5 separate regions of the Mus musculus genome follow, and regions 1, 2, 4 and 5 are each linked to region 3. The links are chromatin contacts, called in public ChIA-PET, HiChIP or PLAC-seq and promoter capture Hi-C maps. All regions are on one chromosome and are shown on one strand. Each heading gives the region's core, a stretch centred on a gene start, on an enhancer-like site or on the middle of the called end of the contact. The rest is flanking DNA. Distances are from core to core; before and after follow the strand shown. Region 1 has its middle 52 kb from the start of Rgs1. Region 2 has its middle 82 kb from the start of Rgs1. Region 3 holds the start of Rgs2 (regulator of G-protein signaling 2). Region 4 has its middle 24 kb from the start of Rgs1. Region 5 holds the start of Cdc73 (cell division cycle 73, Paf1/RNA polymerase II complex component).

Region 1 (2,700 bases), core at 46-2,545, 300 kb before region 3:
CCAAAGTCAGCAGGCATAGACGCAGGTGCCTAAACTTATTAAACATCTTGCTGGTTCCTACTCTATTTCTCTTAAGATAATTCCTTTTCCCTAGGCACCATATCCTACAGTACAAGCAAGGAATCAAGTCCCTTACAGACTTTGTAGAATATGCATTTTAGCTTGTCATCGATTTTAATTCTCAAAAATAACATATGATAGATACTCTTCTAGTTTCATGAATGAGTTAATAGGCTTAGAAGTTTAAATTATGTTCTCAAGTTTATGAAATTTTAATCCAAGACCTTTGAGTGCAGTAATAGTTCACCAAACCTAATATTAGCTTAGGAGTATTCTTTTCTCACTCAGATACTGCAGCATCTAGAAAATTCCAACTCAGCTTTAAAGTTTCTTTTAAAATGCTACTTCCTGTGTGAATCCCCTGCTGCCTCGTGTGGTAGGGGTGAGATATTTGTCAAGTTCCCATAGCACTTTGTACATACCTCTTTCATATCTATTATGGAATTATTAGTCAAGCATAATATCAATTTCACTACAATCACTCCGATGTGTAACAGGTTCCTATTTAAGGTTAGAGATCAACTTGGAGATCATTAAGTTGAGTGGTGCTTACTCTGTGCTTTGTTACTCTGAGAGTTCAGGAATATTATGTAAGGGGTTATTGATGTTATCATTATTTGAACCTGCTGAGTGTTCTATATGGCATTTTTCTGTACTCTTTCCCATCTTACTGCCATGCATGCTGACCTTTTTAACATTCCATTTAAGTGCCGGGGCATGACCAACTTTCATTTCTGTTAGGTCAAAGTGTACCTTTGCTAAGGACAGGTTCTGTGCCTCACTCACCAATAGCTGTGTCTCAATGAAATGTCCTCTGGATAATGTTTAATAGTACTCACCAAGCCTAGAGCAATATCCCATCACCATTTCTGAACATAAGCCCTCGTCAAATCCACTCGGCCCCACAAAAGTCTTCCTGGCTTCTCTGGACTATAGTTACCTTTCTTCTTCCATTTTTCCCAAAATTTGCAGTGGCCCATTCACTACAATTTCACAACCTCAACAGCTCTGACTTCAGTGGACAACCTGCCTCTGTGCTGTGTTCTTTTTAGTCTGGTCCCAGACCATTCTCATAGTTCTTTCCCTTCAACATTCATTTGTATCCTGTGTGAGAAAAGTTAAGATGTGAACAGCTTCTGCCTCTTCCTGAAATATCCTTTCTAGCTCACATCCTAAACCACCTAGAAAACTCCACCTCAGCTTTAATGCTTCTGTTAAAATGCTACTTCCTGTGTGAATCCCCTGCTGCCTCACAGGGCATAGGTGAGATATCTGCTGAGTTCTCAGCAATCTATAGGTTCCTCTTTCAGGTCAAGCGTATGATTATACCGGTATATGCATATTGGATTGCTCATTAATGAACATTCTTCATAGTCCCAATGTTTTTTTTAACTTATTATTGGAAGTAATATATTCAATAAAAAAGCAGGTAGTATTTGTGAAATGAATCAGAAAATTATATGTGCAGACCTAATGATGAAGAACATTTGTGTTCATTTAAGCTTGAGAATTAAATACTGTTTTAGGTTAGAGGAAACATATTTACTGCTCAAGCAAATTGGATCATGTTACCATTGACTGATCTGTGGAGCAACTGCAAAGCAAGGTTGTAAAAAGAAACAGTCAACCTTTTGCTTAGCTAATTTCTCTCACAGGTAAGAGGCAAAGTCTTGACTCCTGCTATTCCTTTCTCTAGGAAGAACTGATTAAACTTACATTAGCATGATATTTTACCTCTCGCCATTTCTGGGTATCTCCAAACATACTTAAACATACATTTTTTTTCCTAATTTTCTTTTCCTCAGAGGGCATCTCTACCCAGTCCCCACTAGGCAACCTTTATTGTCATGGCCCCTATTCTTCAATTCCCCCTAGATTCACCTTAGTTTATGATTCCAAAGCCCTGTGTATACCATCTTATTATATTCATGTAATGCAAAGCATAGTAGCTATTCAGCTTCTTACGCAGCAGTGATTCACCTAGAGTCATCTAGTTAGTGAATAATTATTTTACTTTAATTTTACATATTAGTACAGTGCTTACAATGATTTTCACTCCTCTCTCTCCTCACTTTGACTCAAATTTTAACACTCAGCAATGTTTTTACTTTTTATAGAATATCAAATATACTATTTAAAAGATGGAAGGAAAAAGAAAGAAGAAAAACGGAAATACACTGAGACACCATTTGCTACGAATACAGATTAGCTGTTTGTTAGAAGACTTGGAAGCACATGGCAAAGTCAAAGCTATCTTCTCATTTCAAATTGCACACAATGCCAGTAAAGAGAGGAGTCCCTGCAACACACTGCCAGGATATTGTCAGCTACTTCTTGGGTCAGTGCCTAGCTTGTGTCCATGCTTAGCTTTGTAGCTATGGCAATGCACTTTCTAGTGACCTCAGTGTTGGAGGGCACTTGGAGTGATAGCAGTATCAGCTTCATAAAGCTGGTTTGAAGTCAACTTCCACAGTTGATCTTGAGCTTGGAGCTCTAATGAAGGCCTCAGATAGTAGCTTCCCAGTAGCATCAGCAGGGGTTCAGTCCTGGAAACAGCCTGCAGTCCTCTCTGTTACCCCTTTCCGTAAGTGTTTACATCCACGATGTTCTGAAGTGAAAAAGCTCCATGCTTGCAATACC
Region 2 (2,700 bases), core at 191-2,690, 330 kb before region 3:
AAGAAAGTCTAGCGACAGGTCCAAAGTTGGATCCAGCTCAAGGGGAGGTCCCAAGACCTGACACTATTACTGAGGCTATGGAGCCTCACAAAAAGGGACCTAGCATGACCACACTCAGGAAGACCCAACAAGCAGCTGAAAGAGTCAGATGCAGATATTTGTACCCAACCAATGGACAGAAGCTGACCACTGTGGTTGAAATAGGGAAGCTGAAAAGGGGGGCGATCCTGTAGGAGGACCAGCAGTCTCAATTAACCTGGACCCCCAAGATCTCTCAAGCATTAGACCACCAACCAGGCAACATACAACAACTAATATGAGGCCCCTAACACATACACAGCAGAGGACTGCTGGGTCTGGGTTCAGTCAGAGAAGATGCACCTAACCCTCAAGAGACTGGGGGACCCAGGAAGTTTAGAGGTCTGGGTGGGTGGAAGGTGGGTAGTGGAGACATCCTCGTGGAGACAGGGGGATGAAGAGGAGATATGAAATATGGAAGAGTCAGAGGGTGGACGGGGTGAGGAGAATAAACTGTGGAGTGTAAATAAATAAATAAATAAATAAATAAATAAATAAAACGCAGTAACAGTTCGTTCTATCTATGGCAACATATACTCCATATTGTAAGAGCATCTTTGTAAGACCTGAACTCAGTAAAGAAAACAGGAATATATGAAATTCTTTTTTCTATCTTTGTCTTACTTGCTTTTATTTTCAGTTAGGCTATAAAGAAAATATAAAGGGAACTCTACCACCATGTATCCCTGCTTAGTTTCTGAAATGCAGGGCTTATATACAGTTACTTTGCAAATATTTATCAATTGATTTTTGGTTAGAGGACTGCTGTTAATTTCTCCTTCCCAGATATATTCCCTCCATTTCTTTACCCTTTTCTTTTCTTTTTTTCTTTAATTTTTACCATATTATTTTTTCTTAGATATTTTCTTTATTTACATTCAAATACTATCCCCAAAGCTCCCTATACCCTCCCCCACCCCCTGCCCTGCTCCCCTACCTACCCACTCCCGCTTCCTGGCCCTGGCGTTCCCCTGTACTGGGGCAGATAATTCTTTACCCTTTCCTTAAACACTGCCTAAGTGAACATTTCCTCAGTGCCTGCAAGCTCCCAGGCCCTGAGCTTAAGGGGATGAAGAGACTCTGCTGCGTTTGAAGAACTCAAAGTGTGCAGAAAGGCAAAGGCATATCATGAAAGAACTCTTTTTGGTGGTATGTAAACATTACATTGGAAGTGTTTACCTTTAAAGTGGCATTGGCATTTCTCCCAAACTACCACATCTCACATGGCCACAAAAGGACTCAGAAGCTTTTGAAAGAAAACAACTGTCAGTAATGATGAATGCGGAGATGGCTAGACATAGTGTATGAGAACGGATATGGGTGGTTTTGTAAGCACCATGTGGTTATGTGGGACACGCATGTTGAATACAGGCAGAGACACTTTACCTAAAACTTCCCCTTGCAACTTGCGGATGTACATGAGCCAGTGTGGAAGTCTCTGCTTCCGGAATAAGAGAGCTGACTAACCAGCAAAGCTACATGTTGCTCATTTCAGCAGTAGTTTACTTTACTTGAGGCAATATATAAAACTTTTGCAAAATTACAGCAAAGGAACTTGGGTCAACCACATTAACGAGGTCATTTCTGTAGGCTGTGTCAGGGCTTCTGTCTGTATATTTTTAAAATAAACAAATTCAAAAGATGCCAGCTTACATGGATGGAATCTCTCAGTATGTGAGATGAAAATCATTCAATTGAGAGAAAATGATTCAGCAGCTTTTGTTTAAGTGAACTCTCAAAATGATTCTCAATGGAATTATATGCCCTATACCTATTGCTTGCATGACAATGTTTTAGATATTTTGATGAAAAGATAGAGAAAATGTGCTCTTAAAACCTTAGTGAATTTTCAAGCTCTTAGCAAAGTAATCTATAGGCCTATTAAAAAAAACAAAACAAAACAAAAACAAACAAACAAACAAGCAAACAAAAAACTGGCAAGAAGGCAGTCAGTGATAGAGCCCGCAGTGACCAGGGCTGATAACCAGAGATCTCTGTATAGTTGGGTAGCAGTAACCATGAATTTGATCAATTCAGAAAGAAACTGCTTTTGATTGCCAGAGAAAGAGAGAACCAACAGATGAAGGGTGTGTAAGAAAAGACAGAGGAGGAGAGAAGCAGTGGAGAGAAAGCTTTAGGGACTTTAGGAAAGACATGAGACTCACTTCAGTGTAGAAAGGTGCCCTGGAGAGAAGAGAGAGCTTCAGGTTATAGTTCAGGTTGAATCAAAGTACAATGTGGGCACACACCTAAGGGCTCATGGCACCTTCAAAGGATCAAAGTGCCCGCTGACTAGATACCACCAGAAGCTCGAAGGATGCCAGCGTCCCAGGAACAGACCGGGAGTCAAAATCAGGACACAAAGCTTGGTAATGATGAATGAGCTCCACTAAGCTAAGATCAGCAGTTCTTCAAATACTTTTGTCAAATAGATTGCTTGATACTTATTTATTATGATTATGATGATGATGATGATGATTTGAAGACATTCTGCATAAATTTCATTTCACTTTACACTAAAACAAAGTTATTATGATCACAGACTATGTTCATTCTTTCAGAACTTTGTTTAGAGGTGAGAAATCTCCTCACTTTTCAGAATCCGTGTTTTCCTTTGTGATT
Region 3 (2,700 bases), core at 181-2,680:
ATATGTATTAAATCGTCAGAAATTAAAGCAAATGTAGAAACAGTGCAGATCTTTTCGGCTTATTAAAAATTTCATCTTACAGATTCATAAGCATGCTATCAAGTATTTGTTGCTAAAATCGAAATGATATTCCTTCTATAATAAGGCTATACCAATCTTCTTCATTAGCGACTGCAGACTTTGATCTCTGACTCAAACTACCCTCAGCTTGTCACAATGTGTTGCTTGGTTCCCAGTTTGAGAATGGGTCTTCATTTTCCTTTTAGTAGATCTAGTATGAATCAGAATAACTAGAGCCTAAGCCGTACCTTTTTGTTAGTCTGTTCAGACTTTATGGGAAAACCACTTAGGTATTCCGCCGCATCATTCTGGTAACATAGGAAGCTGAATCAGTTTGTAGTTGAAGTCATGTATTAGTTCTTACAAATCAGGGCTTATTAAACCCTGCAGGAGCAGAGACAGGGGTTCTCACAAATGAAGCTTACCCAAACAAATTCTTTACACCAACCGGCTCTCACATCTAGCTCTAGCCCCCACTGCACCGCCACCTTAACTTAAGCAGTTGAACATCTAGTAATTCCTAAATCTGTTCAACCGTGAATGACTCATGAGGAAATCCTGATTCCTTACGCTCTGAAACTACACATGATCCGTGTGCAGCAGAACTGCGAGATCCTGGGTTTCCCTTTGTATTTCTCACCTATCTCTCTGATCTTTGCTGTGCCCCGCAGGAGATGCCCCTCGGGTCTCCTGGGGAACGACCCTGCAAAGCCACAGCCTGCTGCAGCCATGCATTTAAAGATCAAAACTGCAGAACTGGTTAAAACACCAGGTTTTAATAGAAACTTTCTCCCGCTTCCTCCCTGAGTAGCGTGGAATTCCCTTTAGGAATTCCAAGGTGCCTGAGCGAGCTACAGCACCTTACTCAACAGTCCATATTTCAGGTTTTTCTAGTTGTTTGATTTCCTTCTCTAAAATAGGTAGAGTTGCTGAGTGCAGCCAGCAGGGCTCTCCCCATCCCAGCTGCAGTTTATGGGTGTCCGGATGAACAATAGATACAAAGGTGGGGCGCGCGCGAACACACACACACACACGCACACGAGTAAAAGGTACGGTCTTCAGTAAAGGAAAAGCCAAGAACTCGGAGACCCTTCACCGCGTGGCTGCCCGAAGTGCCTACCAAATCTCTCTGTGTCCCCGCCCGCCACCTCCCACCCTGTGTGCGCACGAGGATGCGGCGCCTACGTCAACAGCGCCCTCGCTTCCAGGCCCTTCGGGGGCTGCCGTGACTGCCACAGGCCGGGGCGACTCCGCCCTCGTGCCGTCTGCAGCGAGCCAATCCGCGCTCTCTTGGGGCGTGGCTGACGCCTCCAGGTCCCGCCCCTATGCCGCCGCCCGCCTTAAAAGCCCGCGGCGCGCTCCCGGCCTCAAACAGCTGCGGTGGCCGCGGGAGTCTGAGAATGCAAAGTGCCATGTTCCTGGCTGTCCAGCACGACTGCGTACCCATGGACAAGAGTGCAGGCAACGGCCCCAAGGTCGAGGAGAAGCGGGAGAAAATGAAGCGGACACTGTGAGTATGCCCTGTCTCCCGAAGAGCTCTTCATACCCAGCCTGGCTTTGCTGCTAGGGACCTACCTTCCCTCGATCTCGGCTTTGAATGCTCTCTAGTCTGCACCTCTGCAGAGAAAGTGTGGGGGCTTGGGGGGTGGGGGGTTAGCTTGCTAGATATGGTGGTATTTGCTTTTTTTCTATGTGAGCTCCGAGAGTTTAGGAACTATAGGAAATGGTTGAAGAAGGTGGCGGTAGATGATCTGAGAAGGGCTGGTTGGCTTTTTGTTCTGCATTTAATGTGGCATCAGAATCCTGTAGCTGAATAACGTCCACCGGCGTCTGGACGTTGCATTGTTAGTTCTGAGCTGCTTGCATAGCTGCTGGGTGGAGATGTTTGAGTTGATTCGCAATGTATGAGATCCATTTTTAAATCATAAAGTAGGGCTCACCCAGTCACGACTATGGAATGAGTAATTTGCTCTGCAGTATCTGCTGCGGAGAAGCACTGTGGGCGGTCGCAGAGGGGAGCTAGGGAATCCATCACACACACACACACACACACACACACACACACACACACACACACACACCTATGCATTGTCTCTGGCATAGTGCAGACCCTCCTACCCCCAGTGCAGAAAGGGAAGAAACATCAGCTGGGTCAAGACTGCTGTTCTCAATTGAAAAATGACAGCAAGCTGTAGTTTAACCATGCAGAAAATCCACTACCTGTTTATTAGGTCAGAAATAACTGGTGAAAATTTAAAATACCCTGGCTGTTATGTAGTCCTATCCTGCTTGTAAAGCTCATTATAGTCGGATGAATGGATAAAACTGTGTTCTGAGGTGCTGGGTTTAAAAGCTAAGAGGGAGAGACTCATCTGCTTTGTTTGTAGCTACTGCAGCTGATGATAGTTTGACCGTTCAAGAATTGCCACTTGAAGTATTTTTTTTTTCTCTCTTTTTTTTTCCAGCTTAAAGGATTGGAAGACCCGTTTGAGCTACTTCTTGCAGAATTCCTCTGCTCCTGGGAAGCCCAAAACTGGCAAGAAAAGCAAACAGCAAACTTTTATCAAGTAAGTTTCGGATCCTGTAGTTACAGAGATGAATATCTAACCAAGCCAAGCAAAAGGGGAAGGGGAACTGATG
Region 4 (2,700 bases), core at 68-2,567, 270 kb before region 3:
AGACTCTGCTGGTTGTTCCTCAGGCACATCCCACTGTCGAAATATTGGTTGAGCAATGTTCCAAGCTGGGTTTTTTTGGGGTCCCCACAGGCCTCCATGGGGGAGCAAGATGTTCTATGGGTCCCACAAGGTTTCTTGAGATCAAAGAGCAAGCCCAGAGCTAGACTGTGGAGTTCATGGGACCCTGTGCAACTCACCTAGGCTGACTGTGTCACAGGAAGACATGACTGGGATAGGATTGGTGGAGTAGGGTTCCAAACTGGTTAGTCTTGGGCCCCCCTCAGGGTTTCCATGGGGCTTGTTGTGAACTCTTCCGAGGGAAAAAATCCTGTAAAAAATGTAATTGTAGGAATTATTGCTGTCTTTACTCATTTGCTGAATATTTATAGGAATTAAACTCTAGTACTTACAAAATTACTATGTCTGAAGATTTAATTCATGTTCCATGTAAAATGGAGTTGAAGACTCTGAGACTGTATACAAAGGGAATCAATATTTAAGAAATAAATAATAAATATTTAAGCCAATGTACTTTTTATGAATTATTAGATATGTGGCCTTAAGCAATTTTTAAAGAAATTTGAGTTTAAATATATCATGATGAAGCTAATACATAAAAAATATTTAAGACCTAGAATATATATATATATATATATATATATATATATATATATATATATATATGTCATATGTTTTCAATATAAATTTCCGTATTTTTTCTGTGAAGTTCTCTCTCTCTCTCTCTCTCTCTCTCTCTCTCTCTCTCTATCTCCTTTCTTTCTCTCTTTCTCTCTCTCTTAATTGGGAACTGAATCAGGCCCTTGCACATTCTAGGCAAGCATTCCATCAGATCTACTTCCATCCCTTCCTTTCAGGGTGTTTAAGTGATGCATATGTCTAAAGTGTAATATAAATGAAGGGAATTATTTTAAGGTATTTTGGAATGATATCTATAAAGAAAAGAATAAATCATATGCCATAATTACATGTATCAACACATCAGCATTAATATACTAAAAAATACCAATTTAAAATCATATCAACACACATGCCTTAGAAGTTTAATAAATATGGGTGTCTTCTTATATATGTGTTTTAAATATATCACATGAAAAATAATCAACCATTAATTCCTGGAAATGGCTACTCTGCTAGACAGGCTTCCTGTACAGCTATTTTTTGTGTCCGTCTGATCTTTTTCTTTCTTTCTTCTTCTTCTTTTTTTTTTAAGCGATTTCCTGCACTACAAACAAACTGACACAGGATGCTCATGAAAGAGTAGTTCATTTTCATTTCACATGGGCAAGCTGAACATCAGAAAGCCCCTAGATTTCACAGAACTACAGTTAACTGTCTTTCTCATGGAAAGCCCCAGGGTGCTTAGGATTCTCATAACTACCCTGGAATCCCATGGTTAAAGCTGGCTTCCTGCTTCTCTCACAGCTCACTGCCATCAAGGTCTTTCATTTTCTCATTTGCACAAAACACTGTTTTGGTAAATGATTTTGACATGTTAGCATTAAAATACAACAGTATAAATCAGGCTTAAAGCAGTATATGAAAAAAGAATTGAAATCCAAAAGGTACAGTGGTTTTAATCACAAGTGTTTGATGAAGTCTACAACCTAGGATTTGTTTGTTTGTTTGTTTGTTTGTTTGTTTGTTTTGCTTGGTTGGTTGGTTGGTTGGTTGGTTTTGGGTTTTTTGGTTTTTTTTTTTTTGGGGGGGGGGGCAGGATTTTTCTGTATAACACTGGCTGTCCTGGAACTCACTCTGTAGACCAGACTGGCCACTCAGAAATCCGCCTGCCTCTGCCTCCCAAGTGCTGGGATTGAGCAACCTAGGATTCTTGAAGGATAGCAAACTCTCATTCTAATTGAACTGAAAGAACTCAAATTCCTGATTTATACTTTAAAATTAGATAAAGGAATATACAAACTGTTAAAAAGTAAGAATTTTCTGTAATGATCAAAATCACAAAAATTTATGAGGGCTTGGATATAGCTCTGTGGTTTAGCACAAAGCCCTGGGTTTGAGGCTGCCCCTGCACACACACACACACACACACACACACACACACAGAGAGAGAGAGAGAGAGAGAGAGAGAGAGAGAGAGAGAGAGAACTTTTAAAAAGTATTGAGTAAAAGATAGCAGTTGATTAAAAGATAGGAGAAAAACATGTGTGTGCGCACGCAAGCACACACGTGAACATTCATATATGGATGCAAGTATATGTATGCCATGGCATGCTTATATGAAGGTCATAAAATAACTTCAGATGTCAGATTTTGTCTTATTTGAGACAAGTTCCCTTAGCATTTATGCTGCTTGTTTGAAGCTCACAAGCTTCCACAGGTTCTCCTAAAGGATGTGAGATTAGTCCTAAAGACACAATGAAAACCGTAAATCTGAAAGATGTCAAGTGGGAGAGTGTGGTTGTTAATACTGATTGTCAACTTGACAGGGAAGATATTCACGTGGGAGACAATCCTCTGAATATGTCTGTGAGATATCTGATTCAGATGAAAAGACCTACACTAACAATGGGTACCACCATCTCATAGACCAGGATCCTGGACTAAATCCAGAGGAGAAAGCCAGCTGAGCACCAGCACTCATTTCACTTTGCTTCTAGACTGTGCATCCTGCCTCATGTTCCTGCTGCCATGCCTTCAATGATGGTCTGACCTTTAAAGGAT
Region 5 (2,700 bases), core at 113-2,612, 300 kb after region 3:
CCTACCTATGCATTTATTACCCAGACTTTACTTGGAGCCTTTATCTTTTCACTTACTACAACATCGTTCTAGGAGCTGTCACTGTACCAAGTATAGTACATATGACCAATATATACTACATGTCATACAGTCGGTTCATCTCATGTCATACAGTCGGTTCATCTCCTAGGAGGTAGAGAAGCAAACAAAGGGGACAAGGAAATACTGGATGCTGTGATATAGGCATAAGTTCAGAGATGTGAAAGGGACAGACAAGCACAGTCAGTTCTTTATAACCTGCATTTGCAGTGAGGTTCTGAGACACATTGACGGGAGAAAGACATTTGTGGAGCAGACATTTTTTTAACCTCATACTTCTTTCTATACCCAAATTACACTTTGTCACACATAACAAAAGTCCCCCCCCCCAAAAAAAAACAGACCAAAGTATTTGTTTTTATAAGTAACAAAGTGTGCCTCCTTCTCACAAAGAGTGAAAAAGAAATATTAGGCTTGAAGTATATGTTTAAAGTACACAGGCCATGAATAGTATGCAGAATTGATTTCTAGGTTCCCATAATCATAAAGGCACCGGTAAGCCTTTTGAGTACCACTTAAAAGTCTGTTCGTCTGAAAAAGTGTTCTAATTCACAGCTTGAGGTTTCTGAAGGAGTATTTCTTCCATTCATAACCTGAAATCACTTGAGGCTTTTTTTGTGATTACCCGGGAGAAGCTGAGGGGATGGAAAAAGTTGTTTCCAAGGAAAGGAGGGGGACGAGTCAACAATGAATGGTCCTTCGTCGACGCGTTGGGATGCTTTCAGCTTTTTCTCTGATTAATTTTATTCTGTCTACCAATCAAACGATGTTAGGAGACCAGAGACTAACAAACGGGGCAAGAATTGTCCTCCACCTAACTCTTCTTTTCCTCTTTGCAAATACACCCCTTATTAAAATCCAGCCTAAACTTGAAAACGTCCACATTTCAAAGCTCCAGCTTTCCCTAGGAGCTGTTCCTGACCATGGGGACCTATGTCGCAGAGTGCGGTGGGGCTCCGATGCAGACAGAAAGGTAGTCCTGGGGTTCAAGGGAGGGAAGCGGAGCCTGGCGCAGGGAAAGTTTAAATCACCCGGCGGCGGCGCGCGCTCTGGGATTGAAAAGCGCGGAAGCGCCCAGCAGGTGCGCGCGCACCTGTCGCTCGCCCCGTGCGAGCCTTGAGACCGCACCGGGGCCCGGTTCCGCTAGGGCGCCGCACACGCGGAGCGCCGAGGCCCGCTCCCCGTTTCCCGAAGTCGGCGGCGCGCCCCGCGGGCGTCTGGGTGGCGCGTGTGCTCGGGCGGCCACGGCGCCCCCTGGCGGCGGCCCGCGGCCCCGGCGGAGCGTGGGTCAGTCAGGCGTTCTCCGCGGGCAGCCCGCGGCGGGGCCTTGCCTTATATAGCGCGGGGTCCTCGGCGGCCTGGGTGGCTTCTGCCCGTGCTGCTGTCGTAGACGCGGCCGGCTGTTGAGTGTGGCGGCTGTTGGTTCGCGGCGGCGGCGGCGGCGGCGGGGGGAAGAGGGCGAGGCGACGGGGGAAGGAGGCGGCAGGCGCGGCGGCGACGGCGGGGCCCGGGGCCCGCGGCGGCGGCGGCGGCAGCAGCGAGGGGGGCGAAGATGGCGGACGTGCTCAGCGTCCTGCGACAGTACAACATCCAGAAGAAGGAGATCGTGGTCAAGGGGGATGAAGTGATCTTCGGGGAGTTCTCCTGGCCCAAGAATGTGAAGACCAACTATGTAGTTTGGGGGTGAGTGCGGCGTGGCTGTGGCCTAGTGGTGGCGGGGCAGCATCGGGCGCCCCCGGGCGACCTCTTTCCCTAAAGCCCTCCTCCCTGTCCTCCTCGGAGTCCCTCAGGGATGAGAGGGGGGAGAAAAAAAAATGGGTGCTCTGGGGAAAAAGTTATTCTCTGGAGAAGAAGTTGTACTTTTAGGGCGAGGAGGGAAGAAGTGGAGCGGATTCTAGAGCGGTCAAGTCTTCTCTGTGTTGGAGAAGCCGAAGGGAAAGGTACCATGGGAGTTTCCGACTTGCCAGTTGGCGTGGAGTGTGTACAGGTTGTCCGCGCCGTGTGGGGCTGGTGCACGGCTACCTGGACGGAGGTGTAGAAGGACAGCGATCGATCGCAGCATCTGCCGGCCACCGAGTCGCTTTTTGTTCTTAGGTTTTTTTTTTTTTTGTAATCTCCCAGAGCCTGCCATGTGTTGCAACTGTCTTCTTTGGCTCCTCGAGCGCCTCGGCAATTTTCTTTTTTTTCTTTTTTCATAATAGGGGTAGGTTGATGTTATTCCTCAAGAGGGGTTGGGGGAGAAAAAAAAAAAGGAATAGACAGCTATCACTTAGAGTTAAGGGACGATTAGGAGAGTTTGGAAGTTTGCTGAAACAGTATTGGAGCTGAAAGCAGGACTTTGTTGGGGAGAAAGTTACCGGGGAAATGCAGTGAGACCGGGGGAAAAGCAGTGAGCTTTACATACGGGTCTGAGAAATTGATCCTGTGTGCTCTTCAGGAAGAGCCTTCAAAGGAAAAACAAAACAAAACCATTTGTGATTATTGTTCCATGGATGCCGTGGATGTAAGTCGTTCAGGAAATCACAGAGGGTCAAGTTGAAGAATCCTTTGAGTCCTCTGTAATGATGTTACTACTATTGATGCTTCTCTTTGATTACTAGAATGAGTCAGAATTTTGGTACC

Evidence for each region. ChIA-PET counts read pairs in DNA pulled down with a chosen protein or histone mark. HiChIP or PLAC-seq counts read pairs in DNA pulled down with a chosen protein or histone mark. Capture Hi-C pulls out chosen DNA fragments and counts their contacts.
Region 1: an RNA polymerase II ChIA-PET map of effector CD8 T cells shows a contact between it and region 3, with 35 read pairs. The contact joins the enhancer-like site here to the promoter of Rgs2 in region 3. A contact is called at or near these places in 5 of 39 promoter capture datasets (the C10 cell line, the HPC-7 cell line, HPC-7-derived erythroid cells and 2 more), 1 of 15 datasets of contacts at CTCF or cohesin (CD8 T cells), 11 of 484 Hi-C or Micro-C datasets (B cells, CD4 T cells, the HPC-7 cell line and 8 more), 7 of 115 datasets of contacts at active chromatin or transcription factors (the 230-238 cell line, bone marrow-derived macrophages, effector CD8 T cells and 3 more) and 2 of 9 other capture datasets (liver and macrophages).
Region 2: an H3K27ac HiChIP or PLAC-seq map of thymic regulatory T cells shows a contact between it and region 3, with 5 times the contacts expected there. The contact joins the enhancer-like site here to the promoter of Rgs2 in region 3. A contact is called at or near these places in 7 of 39 promoter capture datasets (the C10 cell line, the HPC-7 cell line, hippocampal neurons and 2 more), 2 of 484 Hi-C or Micro-C datasets (B cells and the C10 cell line), 7 of 115 datasets of contacts at active chromatin or transcription factors (CD8 T cells, bone marrow-derived macrophages, effector CD8 T cells and 4 more) and 1 of 9 other capture datasets (adipose tissue).
Region 4: an RNA polymerase II ChIA-PET map of memory CD8 T cells shows a contact between it and region 3, with 22 read pairs. The contact joins the enhancer-like site here to the promoter of Rgs2 in region 3. A contact is called at or near these places in 3 of 115 datasets of contacts at active chromatin or transcription factors (effector CD8 T cells, memory CD8 T cells and thymic regulatory T cells).
Region 5: a contact with region 3 is called in a promoter capture Hi-C map of liver. The contact joins the promoter of Cdc73 here to the promoter of Rgs2 in region 3. A contact is called at or near these places in 7 of 39 promoter capture datasets (the 3T3-L1 cell line, 3T3-L1-derived adipocytes, cranial neural crest and 3 more), 21 of 484 Hi-C or Micro-C datasets (CD4 T cells, CD8 T cells, LSK cells and 14 more), 9 of 115 datasets of contacts at active chromatin or transcription factors (the 230-238 cell line, the SCID.adh cell line, astrocytes and 6 more) and 2 of 9 other capture datasets (adipose tissue and liver).

The regions. Positions count from the first base shown.
Region 1 is chr1:144,299,441-144,302,140 of GRCm38.p6, reverse strand. No RefSeq gene overlaps it. Among named protein-coding and RNA genes, the nearest start is that of Rgs1, 52 kb to the right of the region's middle. Within about 2 kb of position 1,295, at least 24 of the 459 cell types and tissues checked have an H3K27ac peak or open chromatin away from gene starts, as enhancers often do. A contact at or near this core is called in CD8 T cells, LSK cells, effector CD8 T cells and 2 more, where this site is marked.
Region 2 is chr1:144,329,286-144,331,985 of GRCm38.p6, reverse strand. No RefSeq gene overlaps it. Among named protein-coding and RNA genes, the nearest start is that of Rgs1, 82 kb to the right of the region's middle. Within about 2 kb of position 1,440, at least 110 of the 459 cell types and tissues checked have an H3K27ac peak or open chromatin away from gene starts, as enhancers often do. A contact at or near this core is called in B cells, CD8 T cells, the HPC-7 cell line and 7 more, where this site is marked.
Region 3 is chr1:144,002,879-144,005,578 of GRCm38.p6, reverse strand. Rgs2 (regulator of G-protein signaling 2) reads left to right here and starts at 1,430. Exons shown (of 5, transcript NM_009061.4): 1 at 1,430-1,570; 2 at 2,526-2,627. The coding sequence starts at 1,461.
Region 4 is chr1:144,271,823-144,274,522 of GRCm38.p6, reverse strand. No RefSeq gene overlaps it. Among named protein-coding and RNA genes, the nearest start is that of Rgs1, 24 kb to the right of the region's middle. Within about 2 kb of position 1,317, at least 25 of the 459 cell types and tissues checked have an H3K27ac peak or open chromatin away from gene starts, as enhancers often do. A contact at or near this core is called in effector CD8 T cells, memory CD8 T cells and thymic regulatory T cells, where this site is marked.
Region 5 is chr1:143,701,555-143,704,254 of GRCm38.p6, reverse strand. It overlaps Cdc73 (cell division cycle 73, Paf1/RNA polymerase II complex component), which reads left to right and starts at 1,362. Exons shown (of 17, transcript NM_145991.2): 1 at 1,362-1,761. The coding sequence starts at 1,631.